Linked DNA regions of Mus musculus: all the other regions are linked to region 3. Evidence: chromatin contacts called from public Hi-C data. All regions are on one chromosome and are shown on one strand. Each heading gives the region's core, a stretch centred on a gene start, on an enhancer-like site or on the middle of the called end of the contact. The rest is flanking DNA. Distances are from core to core; before and after follow the strand shown. Region 1 overlaps Nbea (neurobeachin). Region 2 overlaps Nbea (neurobeachin). Region 3 holds the start of Mab21l1 (mab-21-like 1).

Region 1 (3,558 bases), core at 62-2,561, 47 kb after region 3:
AATAAAAGTAATTTTCTTTATGACTTTGATAAAAACAAGGTAATTTTCAAACAAACAAACAATACAAAACAACAAAAACAAAACAAAATAAAATAATGAACCAAAAACCTTCAGAAGGCTTATTTTTCACAGGATGCTAGGCAAGGATGATGGCCAGTGATCATTTATTTTCAGGACATCCAAGATCACTAGCATAGCTTCCCTAGTATCTCACTGCATGAGAACGGCCTTTTCTGAACTCGAGCCTCTTCCTAGCACAGGCATTTCTGACAGACAGCATGGTCCCTTCTCTCTACAGATATCAATTCTCTAACTGTTCTCTTGTACTTCTGCACATACTGAAATTCTGCTAGTTACAGATTTAGGGAACTCTAATCCACTGAATTCAGCAACCCCCATCTTATATCTTCCATGTGGGTGTCTCTAAATGAATTGGAATATTAAAAAAATGTTAGGTCCACATTTTTCATTTATGCAGAACTAACTGGGCATCAACTGTACTGATTTTTATAGCAAAGATATTAACAGTGAAAAGTCAACACATACACATATGTGTGGTTTACACAAGATAAAAAGCATACAAAGGCCAAAGGTCAGGTCACATATTAGAGAACATGATCACCCCCCACCCCCAAGCCACCAAAACCTACCACAGCGAAAGGACAGAGATGAAATAATAAAATCAGTATCCTCAGCCAGGAGTGGAGCCATGCACAAAACAGACCACTCTATCTGTGCACTCTTTTCCTTTGCAGAATCCAATAAACTGCCATTATATTCCTTCTAAATGGTCCCATTACTAGGATTCTATAACAACGGCCTAATCTCTTGATAATTATAATAAATGCTTATAATCAAAGCAGGGACCATTTAGAAACGGAAGGAGAAAAGCTGCTTTCTATCAAACTCACTATAGCTCCCTGACCTCTGAAGCTTTCAGTGCAGCTTCCCTTCCCATTTTGCTCAAATAAATATTTAAGAAAACCCCAGCTCAATGAGACTTTGACCTGAGGCATTTTAGCCTAACTTTTTGTTTCATTTAAAAATATGTTAACAATTAAAATAAAGAGACATGTTTACTTTAGCACACGCATTCTAGAATTTAAGTGATAAATGACTTGATCAGAGACAGTATTTCCTCAGGGAGCAAACATAATAGTCACTTTAGAAAATGACAGTGTGGTGATGAGCTACCCTCTCGAGGCGGCTTTAAGGAAGTATCATTTTCCTGGAGCACAGCACAGTTCAATGCAGAAGTTGGGTCTGGGCTTTCTTGATAAGCAGTGCTAGGCCATGGAAGTAATTTAAGGCTGGTAACGTGACAGGAAATGACTACACACGATCAGGGTGTCTTTCATCTGCATGCATCTCACTTGTTAGCCGTGAACAGCAAGAAGCCAGCTGTGATGATGGTAGGACGAAACTATCAACCTGGGCTACAGCCACGGGGGAACTTTTCAGTCATTGTTGTTGTTATTTGTTTTGTTTATTTATTTATTTACACTCAATATTTTATTCCCCTCCTGGTCCATCCTCCAACTGTTCGGTCTTTTTTTTTTTTTTAAGTAGTGATTTTTAATAAAATGTAGCAAAAAATGACCCTAAATGATCCTAAATGTTCCTATCTCTATATAGGGTTTCCACCAACTGTCAAAAGTGATGGATCTGATTTATAATCAAAACTTTTGTGCTCAGTTGTGAGAATAAACAGAATTATGAGGAGAAAATTATCAAAGAGAAGGAAAATATAAAATACAGTGCCTTCAAGGCAGAGGCAGCTATGCTTTATGTGGTATTCCCAGAGGCTCCGAGGGAGCTTGTAACAGCACACTGAAAAGCTGGACCCTTCGTGAAAACTTGTACATTTATTTAACTAAGTACAATCTCTGAAAATGACCTTGATCCAATGCTTCACCAGGGTCTTACAATGATCTAAAATGACTGCCTGACACCCTTTAAATAGCATTATTTAAATCAAAGTCATTACGGGGTGGGGGGACAGTATTAAGGCAGGGGCATGAAGGACAGGTCTTTGGTAACACACTCAGCATCTTTGTCATAAGAGTGACGAGCAATAGAAACCATCTTAGTCTTTCGAACGGCTAGGGACAGTGTGATCTTTACATTCCCAGGGGCTTATTCACTGCTTGATGGAAGTAAGTGTCAAAGAGAAAGAATTTATAAAACAGAAATGCTGCTTAAGACTTAAAATTTTATATGCAAGAATTTTAAGTGGCAGTTTCCTCAAAACAAGTGTCACCTAAATAAATATTTAATATTTACAAAATTTAGTCATTTTGTAAACTTAATAGGCTAATTTTCATAAATCACCGCCCACTGCAAACCAAGCATTTGACCATGTCTACATCTCCTGTACAGAATCCCCAGTGACCAGGAGTGAATAGGCAGGAACAGCATAGATAAGAAACAACTGAGAAGTGGTAAAACTGCAGCACACTGTGCAGTCTTTTAACTCACTCATTACTTTAAAAGATGTTTCTGTTTCAGTTAGCCAACACAGGTCATACTCTAGGAGAGACGGATTGTCCCGTATTAAGAGGATGATTAGTCCAGTAAATTACGGCTTTCAGATGAAGCCGGCTGTTATATCGCTGTGCTGGGAAGGGGATAGGAGGTTCATTTCAGCACAAGGTAATTATGTGGGGCCAGTGTGTTACCATTTATCATGGCTGAAAGATGACACTCACTGCTAGCCAAGGGAAGCTGCTGCACAGAGGCCCCCATCTAGATCAATACACCATGAATTTTTTTTCCTGGCAAAAAAAGTAATTATACAACAGAAACTTCCCAATCAATACCTTTTCCAGGCTAACACAGATTCTACTATGTCAGCCATCCCCTAAATCTACCCATTAAATACAAATTAAGCTTCTTTTTTCGTGATGTTAGTCATATTTTTCAGTGTTATTTTAAATCTTAACTACTTGTTCCTGATACATAAGAGAGTGCCATTGGCTTATGCTTATTGTTTGTATGGTAATAAAGCATGCCAGGTTTCTCTTGAGTGTATAGTAAGGTATGAAAATGGTCATAGACCAACTAAGGACTATTGTTTGTTTGTTTGTTTTTAAGAAATGACAATTCATGTGAAAACCTGTCCACACAGAACACAATGGAGAGCAGTGCAGAAGCAGGGAGCAACTGTTCAGTCAGGACTATTATCTTCTCTAGTGACTAAGATCTACAAACAGCATGCTGAATATTTGGAAATATACATTTTAATTTTTCAATATAAAAATCTATCTTTAGCCAGGGCATTAGAAAATATATAGTTATATACAGGTGTTAATGTATATACATATATACACACATACACACATGTGGATGAAAACAGATGTTAAAATCATCTAAAAATCCATCAAATTGTCAATTTGACAACTGCTTTCTCTGAGATAGAGTTTAGTCTTATAAACTAATCTAATATATCAGAAAAGGTTAAAGGGCAAGAAAAAAATCACTACTTCGGTGAAAAAAATTTTGACATCCAATTTTCAAGCTGATTTATCAGTGGAAAGCTAAAATGGATAGGCTGCCATT
Region 2 (4,030 bases), core at 1,252-3,751, 41 kb before region 3:
AGTGTTCAGTCACACAGACATTGGATGGGACCATCACTCTGCTACTACTGTCAGAGGCAGGGGTTTCTGCAAAGGAAATGTGGTAATAAAATCAATTATCCTATCCACACATGGACAGACGGCCAGTAAATAAAATTAAACTGATTAAAGTTGTGTTCTCCATTGATATGACCAAGCCCCCTCTACAGCCCTGTTTTCTTCCCACACAAAGCTATTTCTATGTCTTACTTTGACACCATGCCTATGTAGACTAGCTTCTTTCTGAATGGCCTGGTGTGTGGCACACAGCACAGCAAGGGCACTGCATGTGCAGCTCCATGGTACACACCCCATGTACTTTAATAAATGCTTTAGAAGATAAGTCAAAACGTATACCAGAGACACCCACATCATGAGTTCATTTGTGAAAAACAAGGCTAATTTGGCACAGATTTCTGTGGAGTACGTACACGTGTTAATACATTTAACTAATCATATTTCAGTATGGTTGTGTCAGAATTTTGTACTAAAAAAAATCATTGACATTCCTTTATGTCAGAGCAGAATGATTCTCATTGGGTAGACGGGTACATTTTAAATGATGCTCAAGCTCTGAAATGATGCTGCTATAATTTAGATGGGCATTCCGTCGAGAAATATCAAAGTTGGTATGAAAAAGAATGATACATGTATATGTATAAAAGTGTCCATTTTACTGTATTACATGATATATTAATATAGTGACTTCTAATGCACAGAAGTGTGTGTGTACATGATTATTAGACGATTTATAAATTACTTATGGTCAATTGGCAAGTAAAAGGTGGCCTGAAAGGAGAACCCACGGGAAGGCACTACAGGACAGATCCCTCCTACCTGGGTAAAGTATACTCTGCCCCATCTTCACAGGACGACCACCACTGATTTACAACTCCTTTACTGAATCACAACGCTCCACAGGCTTACACACACTGAGCTTGCTGTGCAGAAAACAACTGTGTCCTTCATGGCTGGGGAGTGTGAATGATACTACACACAAGAAACACTGGCGTGATCTATCCAAAGCTAGGATACACAGGCAAGTGCTGTGACCCACAAGTTTCCGATCTTGGTGTGTCATGTGGGTTTGTATCTTCCCCTGATAGGTTAACTTAGTACCTGATGGAGTACTCAGGGTAGTTTTGTTTACCACAGCATCATGTAGGCTGGCAGTCACCCCTGGGAGTGAGAATGCATGTAATTACCTTATGCTATGAAGTCTAAGGTATTTTTTTTAAGAGAAAAGGAATACAAAGTTACAAAAAAAAACCCCAAAACCAAAAAACAAACAAATAAACAAAAAACCAAACTGAGTAAGTGCCTGTTTACTTATAAGAAGAAAAGTTACAGAGGAGGCCCACTTAGGGTGAGTTTGGAAGCTCACACTAGCCTGCAGTTCTTGGCACCCCTCAGTTCTTACCAGGCCCTGTGGGTGTGGCCTGAGCTGGGATGCCCGGCTTAAATGAATGTCATCATCCTACCTCATTCCTCACCACTTTACGATGACTTCTCTAACTTGGTAATGAAGATGACAGGCTGGGGATGTTGTCACTAAGTAACACTTCCTACAGCTCTTTGCACAGCATTCTGCTTCATGCTTTTTAAATTTAGTTCATAGTGTGATCTTATGTCACTTTTAGGAATTCTGAACAAAATATATTTAAAATATTTTAGAATTCACAGAATATACATGAAATGTACCAATTTTCCTCCCGATTTAAAAAAAAAAAAGAATTCCTAGTCTCTGGATTAGGGACTGATAGGCCTATGTGAGAATTTATAGCTGGCTCTCTTTGTGAGCCCCTTCACCAGGTAAGAAAAAGATAACTTTAATGCACTGTGAAATAAGAACCTTTGTTTGCTTTGATAAATGCCCAAGTATCTAGGCACTGAACGGTACCACAACAGTAAATCGATGCTAAAGAAAAATTATACTTCCTTCAACTTTTTACCTTCAAGATTGGCTCTCACGCAGCAATATTAAAAAGAAAGTTTAATATGTGATAGCTGACAATTTCACCCTAATCCCTGCTCTGCTCTCCCCCAATCCCATCCCCCCCAACTTTTCCCCTGAACTGAAGTCCAATAGACAGCGGGAGAGGAGTCTCGGGTATGCTACAAGCCATTCAAGTCTAATCGAATGGGTGTAAAAACATATATAAAAAGATGAAAGCACTCTGCTTTACATATGGCAAAACACATCGGGAGACTCTGAAAAGAGAAGTCAGACGTTCCATAGGGGCAGGTTAGGTCTGATGCTAATGCCGGCTTAAGATGGTGACAGTCTGGAGCGGGGAGCCTGGCCAGGCTGCTTTAATTTCTCCCTGGAATAGCTCTTGCCCAACCTTCTGCAGCACATCAAAGTCTCTGGAGCTCAATTAAAATTGGATTATATTGAAATGCTCCATCTATGGGAGCTGTGTGCTCACTAACACTTTTCTCTCAGTAATACTCCAGATGACAGTTGCCCATCCCAATTTACACAGTTGTCATAGAGACGGGAGAAGAGCAGTGGAGAAGCAACACAAAAGAAAGGTAAGGGCTGGGCTTCCTGTGTTTCTTGGATCCTGTTTATTACACCAGCGACATTATTGCACTCTGTGTTTGTGCATGACGTGAAGACAAAGACAGCCGATGCTGGCGCTGGGATGCAGGAGCTGTGGTCAAGTGTTTGCAGCTTACTGAGAATCATCCTCATTGTCCCTGCAGGCCAAGGGACAGAGTGTGGCTGACAAGACTAGAAAGTGCCAATACCTACTTTTTAGTTACAGGTATGACCTACAGAGAACAATCCTTTTCTTTTCCAAATCTGCCATTTAAAATGGATAAGTGTGTGGTGAAGATAGTAAACCATTACTGTCATACTCCTATGTTTTAAAATCATGCTGGATTTGGTCAAATCTAATGAACAGTAATGGGTCCCACCCCTGACACAGAAATAGATTTCCAAATTTGGACTTGGAATTTATTTCTGGTTTTAATGACCAGGTAGGTGTTCTATAATCCTTGCTAATTTCTCTTCTCACACAAAAACCTATCAGCCCAGGAAGAACACTGTCAGCTTCCTCCTAGCCTAGCGCTGAAGACAGCTCAAGTGCCTGGCAGTTCTAAAGAAGGTTGTGCTCTGCGGTGTATATGGCTAGTAGTGATCGGACATTCTCATGTCTGTAGACTGTTGCTGGCTCTGTGGAAACTCTAAGCTTTCCTATAATTGGCTTACTGCACTACTAAGACTCTTCTCTTCCCCCTGTGGAGTCACCATGGAAATTGACCAGCCACTGCTATTTTATGGTGTGGTACACTATTTTTCGTGTGGTAGACCCTCCATAACTGTAGGTCGTTTTCTCCTGGGAAGGTGTGTGAGGATTGTGAAGCTTCAACAAGGCAGAAAGCACAGTGCAGGCCAAGGGGGAAAGAAACAAGGATGTGTCAGAAAATCTAAATTTGTCAAAACAAGCCCTGGTTTACACCAACAAGAAAGGTTCTATAGCTTGGGTCCTGACAAAGCACAGGGTATTTATTTATTTATTTATTTATTTGCCCAGCTGTAGAAAACACCATCTAATGAACCTATCTGGGGCGGCTGTCCCCATCCTGTCAGGCATGTCAGGAAATGACAAGCACTGGGGACAGGCTGCCGCCAGTCATAGACAGGCCTGCCAGCTGGAGAGTTCAGCCCCAATCTAATCACATCACCAGAAAATAACTTTCATGCTTTCAGCTTGACAGGATGGACTTGAGGAAAAAAAACTAGGATTGAAAACAATGCTTTTGTTTCGATTACCCTCAGTTTTGCACAGTAATTAAAAGCGTCCACTAACAGGCCCAATGAATGTTACTTTATAATAATGCAAAAGAAAAAGCCGTACCATAGAAAAAGAAATAAATTATCACATGGAGAATGTGGGCACAGAAAAAAAGGAATTTCAAACCATCCTGGTCTCCTCCAATGCACCAGACACATCACCTCAGAAAGTCAACTCTATTTTCAGTTCAGTTTATTGACACTCAA
Region 3 (3,629 bases), core at 806-3,305:
GGCGGCCGTGGGATCCTGAGTCCTTCTGTTGGACTGAGGGAACCAAGGCCTCGGCGTCGAAGCTACATCGAGTCCCATAGTCCGGGGTGAGGCACGGGGCGCGCGCTCACCCGGGAAGGTGAGGGCCAAGTATTCCTGGGTGTTCTGAGTACAGCACACGCTTGGCTGGGGCCATTCGAGGGCGGGCAGGCGATGAGAGCGAAGGGCACCGAGAGTGTTTTGCAGCGATGGATGTGAGTGGGGGTCATCCAGACACCCAGAAAGCTTTACAATTAGCCTGAGAGCAGATGAGCCAAGGAAGACAGCTGGGTGGGGTAGGGTATACGCAAGGGTTGTGGGGAGAGCGCTTGCCCGTCGCACCCCATCCTGGGGAACTACGCGTCCCCAGCGGCTGCTCCCTGCCTGCCGCACAGCTCTTTCTTGTTGATCTGGCGCTCTGGGTTGCCTCTTCCAGCCCCTCTTCAGCTGCCAAAAGGTAGCTGCGCATTCACCCGCGATGCCTGCAAACTGGGGAGGGGCTTTGCAGGTCCCCAGTTCCCTCTCCCAAGGGAATGGTCTTGGGGAATGGAGTAGGAGGCCATCTAAGCGCCAAATGTGATGTACTATTTTAATCTAATTCGGAATCTATCACTCTTGGGTAACAAGAAACGAAATTAGAGCTGGCCCTGTGATGCTTAAAAGGTGGGAGTCTTCAGCAGTAGCCCATTAACAGTGCGTACACAGGTGCTACCATACCCGGGCACTGAAAATTCTCTTAATTTGAAATTAACAGAACTTTGTACTAAAGGCAGAGAACTGAAAACTACGACATAAGCCCTAACTACCCTATCTTTAGTTCATGTGCACTGAGGACTCAACTGGTCATGGTACTGGAAGGAAGAGCGACCTATAAAACCCTCCCTAGGGTTCCAAAATCCAAAAGCTCCTCAGGTTCCAAAAAGAAAAGCTCATTTCTTTGAAATTTCCAAGATGAAACTTAAATAAATAATAAAAATCCCTAACCTGAATGGTTACAAATTATTTTTTTTGGAAGCCATTAGCCATTTTCTCATAATCAAATTATTACATCCCATAAGATTAGGAACCTACTGTTGGTCACCACTGAGGGTTTCTGAGGTGGAAGATCCATCTTTAAGCCTGCAGGGGCAAACAAACTGTAATGGCCACACCTTCCAGTGCCAAGCAAGCTCATCTCTGTGAATTCTCTAGATCCTTCTCTACAAGACAGCTCACTATGAGATGGCACTCAAGCTTTCTCTAAATCTCAGAAAACACCTTCAGGAAGTGTTTCCACTACAGCATACAGCCCTATCTGCTGTCTGGTATTTCAGCACTGGCCAATCTAGCTACAGACAAGGGAAACTGCAAACAGGTGAACTTGTTTTAATTAAAAGGCTCCATTTTTAGTTGGGTAGATATCATCGACTCCGTTGAGCAATACTTCTTAAATTCCTCTCAGCAAATGCAAATGGGGAAAACCTAGGTTAAAAAGAGAAGAGACTCTGCCTAAGGTTTGGAAACATTCTGACTGCGAACACGAACACGAGTGAAGACTAAAGAACTCCCCCAGCTGAAGCCAGCAGTCAGTCAGTAAGCAAAGTTCTAACTTGCACTAAAAAGACCCCAGGGATTAACGGGCATTAATTACCTTACTCTAAATGCAAGTTAGTGACTTTGTTCTAGAAGCCCCTTTGACTTCGCTAATTGGTGGATGACCATTAGTACAACTGGATAGCTCATCAGAGGTGAACAGACAAGTGGGCTTTTCAGCAAAGAGAACCACTTGTCTTCACCAAGTCTTTTCCAAATGTCAATATGCTTCAAGTTATACCAAAGCTGGGAGATTTCATCTTGCTTTTCAACCTGTCTAGGTGGCCTGGGTGGGTTTCTGCCGGCAGCAGTTTCCTACCTTTGGTTTCTATGCTTCTATCCACGAGGGGGGATTAATTAGCCGGGCTGAAGCTGGAGGAGGCTGTCGTGACGAGCCCAGTGGCGATTGGCCGCCCGCCTGCCTGGCCCTGCCTTTATAATTTCCACACGAGTGCATCTGGGCTCTTACACAAACCAACAGCAGCTTCTTCTGACAGACACACACTCACCCCCGACGCACACTCTGCACACTTTTCCTCTACCTGATTAACAGTCCTGCACACACCATGATTACGGGAAAACGTAAATAAATACGGAAAGGGGTGATTATTTTGACTACTGGAAGAGCTTTGCTGGGTCTCAGCATAACTTTTGTTTTTATTACCGAGAAGGTGCTCTCTCCACGCGTCTCTCTCTGACACGGATTCTTTAGCGGAGGGGAGAAAAGGGGAGAGCTCAGCCTTTCACTTTAAGACCCGCTAGTCTCGAGCGGGGGAAAAAAGGCCAGCAGGGCAGGGCGGCCCCCTGCTGCAGCTAGTCCGAGAGAGGCTCGGTGCCTTTTGAGCGTGGTCCCCTTTCTCCACCGAAGTTGGCTCCAGCGCTAGCAGCCGCATTGGATCCCACAGCCTATTGCGAGACTCCGGTGTACAATCCGGATCTCTGCCCCAACATGATCGCGGCCCAGGCCAAGCTGGTCTACCACCTGAATAAGTACTACAACGAGAAATGCCAGGCCAGGAAAGCTGCCATCGCCAAAACCATCCGGGAAGTCTGCAAAGTGGTCTCCGACGTCCTGAAGGAGGTTGAAGTGCAGGAACCGCGTTTCATCAGCTCCCTCAATGAGATGGACAACCGCTACGAGGGCCTGGAGGTTATCTCTCCCACCGAGTTCGAGGTGGTACTCTATCTGAACCAGATGGGGGTGTTTAACTTCGTGGACGACGGCTCCCTGCCTGGCTGTGCGGTGCTGAAACTGAGCGATGGGCGCAAGAGGAGCATGTCCCTCTGGGTGGAATTCATCACCGCCTCTGGCTACCTCTCGGCACGCAAAATCCGTTCCAGGTTTCAGACACTGGTGGCTCAGGCGGTGGACAAGTGTAGCTACAGAGATGTAGTAAAGATGGTGGCTGACACGAGCGAAGTGAAACTGAGAATCCGAGATAGGTATGTGGTGCAGATCACCCCGGCCTTTAAATGCACCGGGATTTGGCCGCGGAGTGCTGCCCACTGGCCGCTTCCCCACATCCCCTGGCCAGGACCCAACCGGGTGGCAGAGGTTAAGGCTGAAGGGTTCAATTTGTTGTCCAAGGAGTGCCACTCCCTGGCCGGCAAGCAGAGTTCGGCTGAGAGCGATGCTTGGGTGCTGCAGTTTGCAGAGGCCGAGAACAGACTGCAGATGGGGGGCTGCAGGAAGAAATGCCTCTCTATCCTGAAAACCCTGCGTGATCGCCACCTGGAGTTGCCAGGCCAGCCCCTGAACAACTACCACATGAAGACTCTGGTGTCCTACGAGTGCGAGAAGCATCCTCGAGAGTCGGACTGGGACGAATCTTGCCTGGGCGATCGGCTGAACGGAATTCTTCTGCAGCTCATCTCATGCCTGCAGTGCCGGCGGTGTCCCCATTACTTCTTACCGAACTTAGATCTGTTTCAAGGCAAACCCCACTCGGCCTTGGAAAACGCTGCTAAACAAACGTGGCGACTGGCAAGAGAGATCCTGACCAACCCAAAAAGTTTGGAAAAACTTTAGAGGATGATCT

The links. A called contact is a pair of places that touch in the nucleus more often than the background predicts.
Region 1: a Hi-C map of bone marrow-derived macrophages shows a contact between it and region 3, with 2.4 times the contacts expected there. The contact joins the enhancer-like site here to the promoter of Mab21l1 in region 3. A contact is called at or near these places in 4 of 39 promoter capture datasets (frontonasal cranial neural crest, macrophages, maxillary cranial neural crest and 1 more), 1 of 15 datasets of contacts at CTCF or cohesin (the NIH/3T3 cell line), 10 of 484 Hi-C or Micro-C datasets (LSK cells, the N1E-115 cell line, bone marrow-derived macrophages and 7 more), 2 of 115 datasets of contacts at active chromatin or transcription factors (embryonic stem cells and neural tube) and 3 of 9 other capture datasets (adipose tissue, liver and pancreatic islet).
Region 2: a Hi-C map of rod photoreceptor shows a contact between it and region 3, with 2.1 times the contacts expected there. The contact joins the enhancer-like site here to the promoter of Mab21l1 in region 3. A contact is called at or near these places in 6 of 39 promoter capture datasets (3T3-L1-derived adipocytes, the HPC-7 cell line, the SN4741 cell line and 3 more), 1 of 15 datasets of contacts at CTCF or cohesin (the NIH/3T3 cell line), 6 of 484 Hi-C or Micro-C datasets (cerebellar granule neurons, cerebral cortex, forebrain and 3 more), 2 of 115 datasets of contacts at active chromatin or transcription factors (embryonic midbrain and embryonic stem cells) and 3 of 9 other capture datasets (adipose tissue, liver and pancreatic islet).

Annotation. Positions count from the first base shown.
Region 1 is chr3:55,827,755-55,831,312 of GRCm38.p6, forward strand. The region is part of intron 38 of Nbea (neurobeachin); the gene reads right to left. Among named protein-coding and RNA genes, the nearest start is that of Mab21l1, 47 kb to the left of the region's middle. Within about 2 kb of position 1,312, at least 36 of the 459 cell types and tissues checked have an H3K27ac peak or open chromatin away from gene starts, as enhancers often do. A contact at or near this core is called in the N1E-115 cell line, bone marrow-derived macrophages, hematopoietic stem and progenitor cells and 4 more, where this site is marked.
Region 2 is chr3:55,739,215-55,743,244 of GRCm38.p6, forward strand. The region is part of intron 41 of Nbea (neurobeachin); the gene reads right to left. Among named protein-coding and RNA genes, the nearest start is that of Gm46804, 34 kb to the left of the region's middle. Within about 2 kb of position 2,502, at least 22 of the 459 cell types and tissues checked have an H3K27ac peak or open chromatin away from gene starts, as enhancers often do. A contact at or near this core is called in forebrain and rod photoreceptor, where this site is marked.
Region 3 is chr3:55,780,455-55,784,083 of GRCm38.p6, forward strand. Mab21l1 (mab-21-like 1) reads left to right here and starts at 2,056. Exons shown (of 1, transcript NM_010750.3): 1 at 2,056-3,629. The coding sequence starts at 2,540. The coding sequence ends at 3,619. All of the region lies in intron 41 of Nbea (neurobeachin), which reads right to left.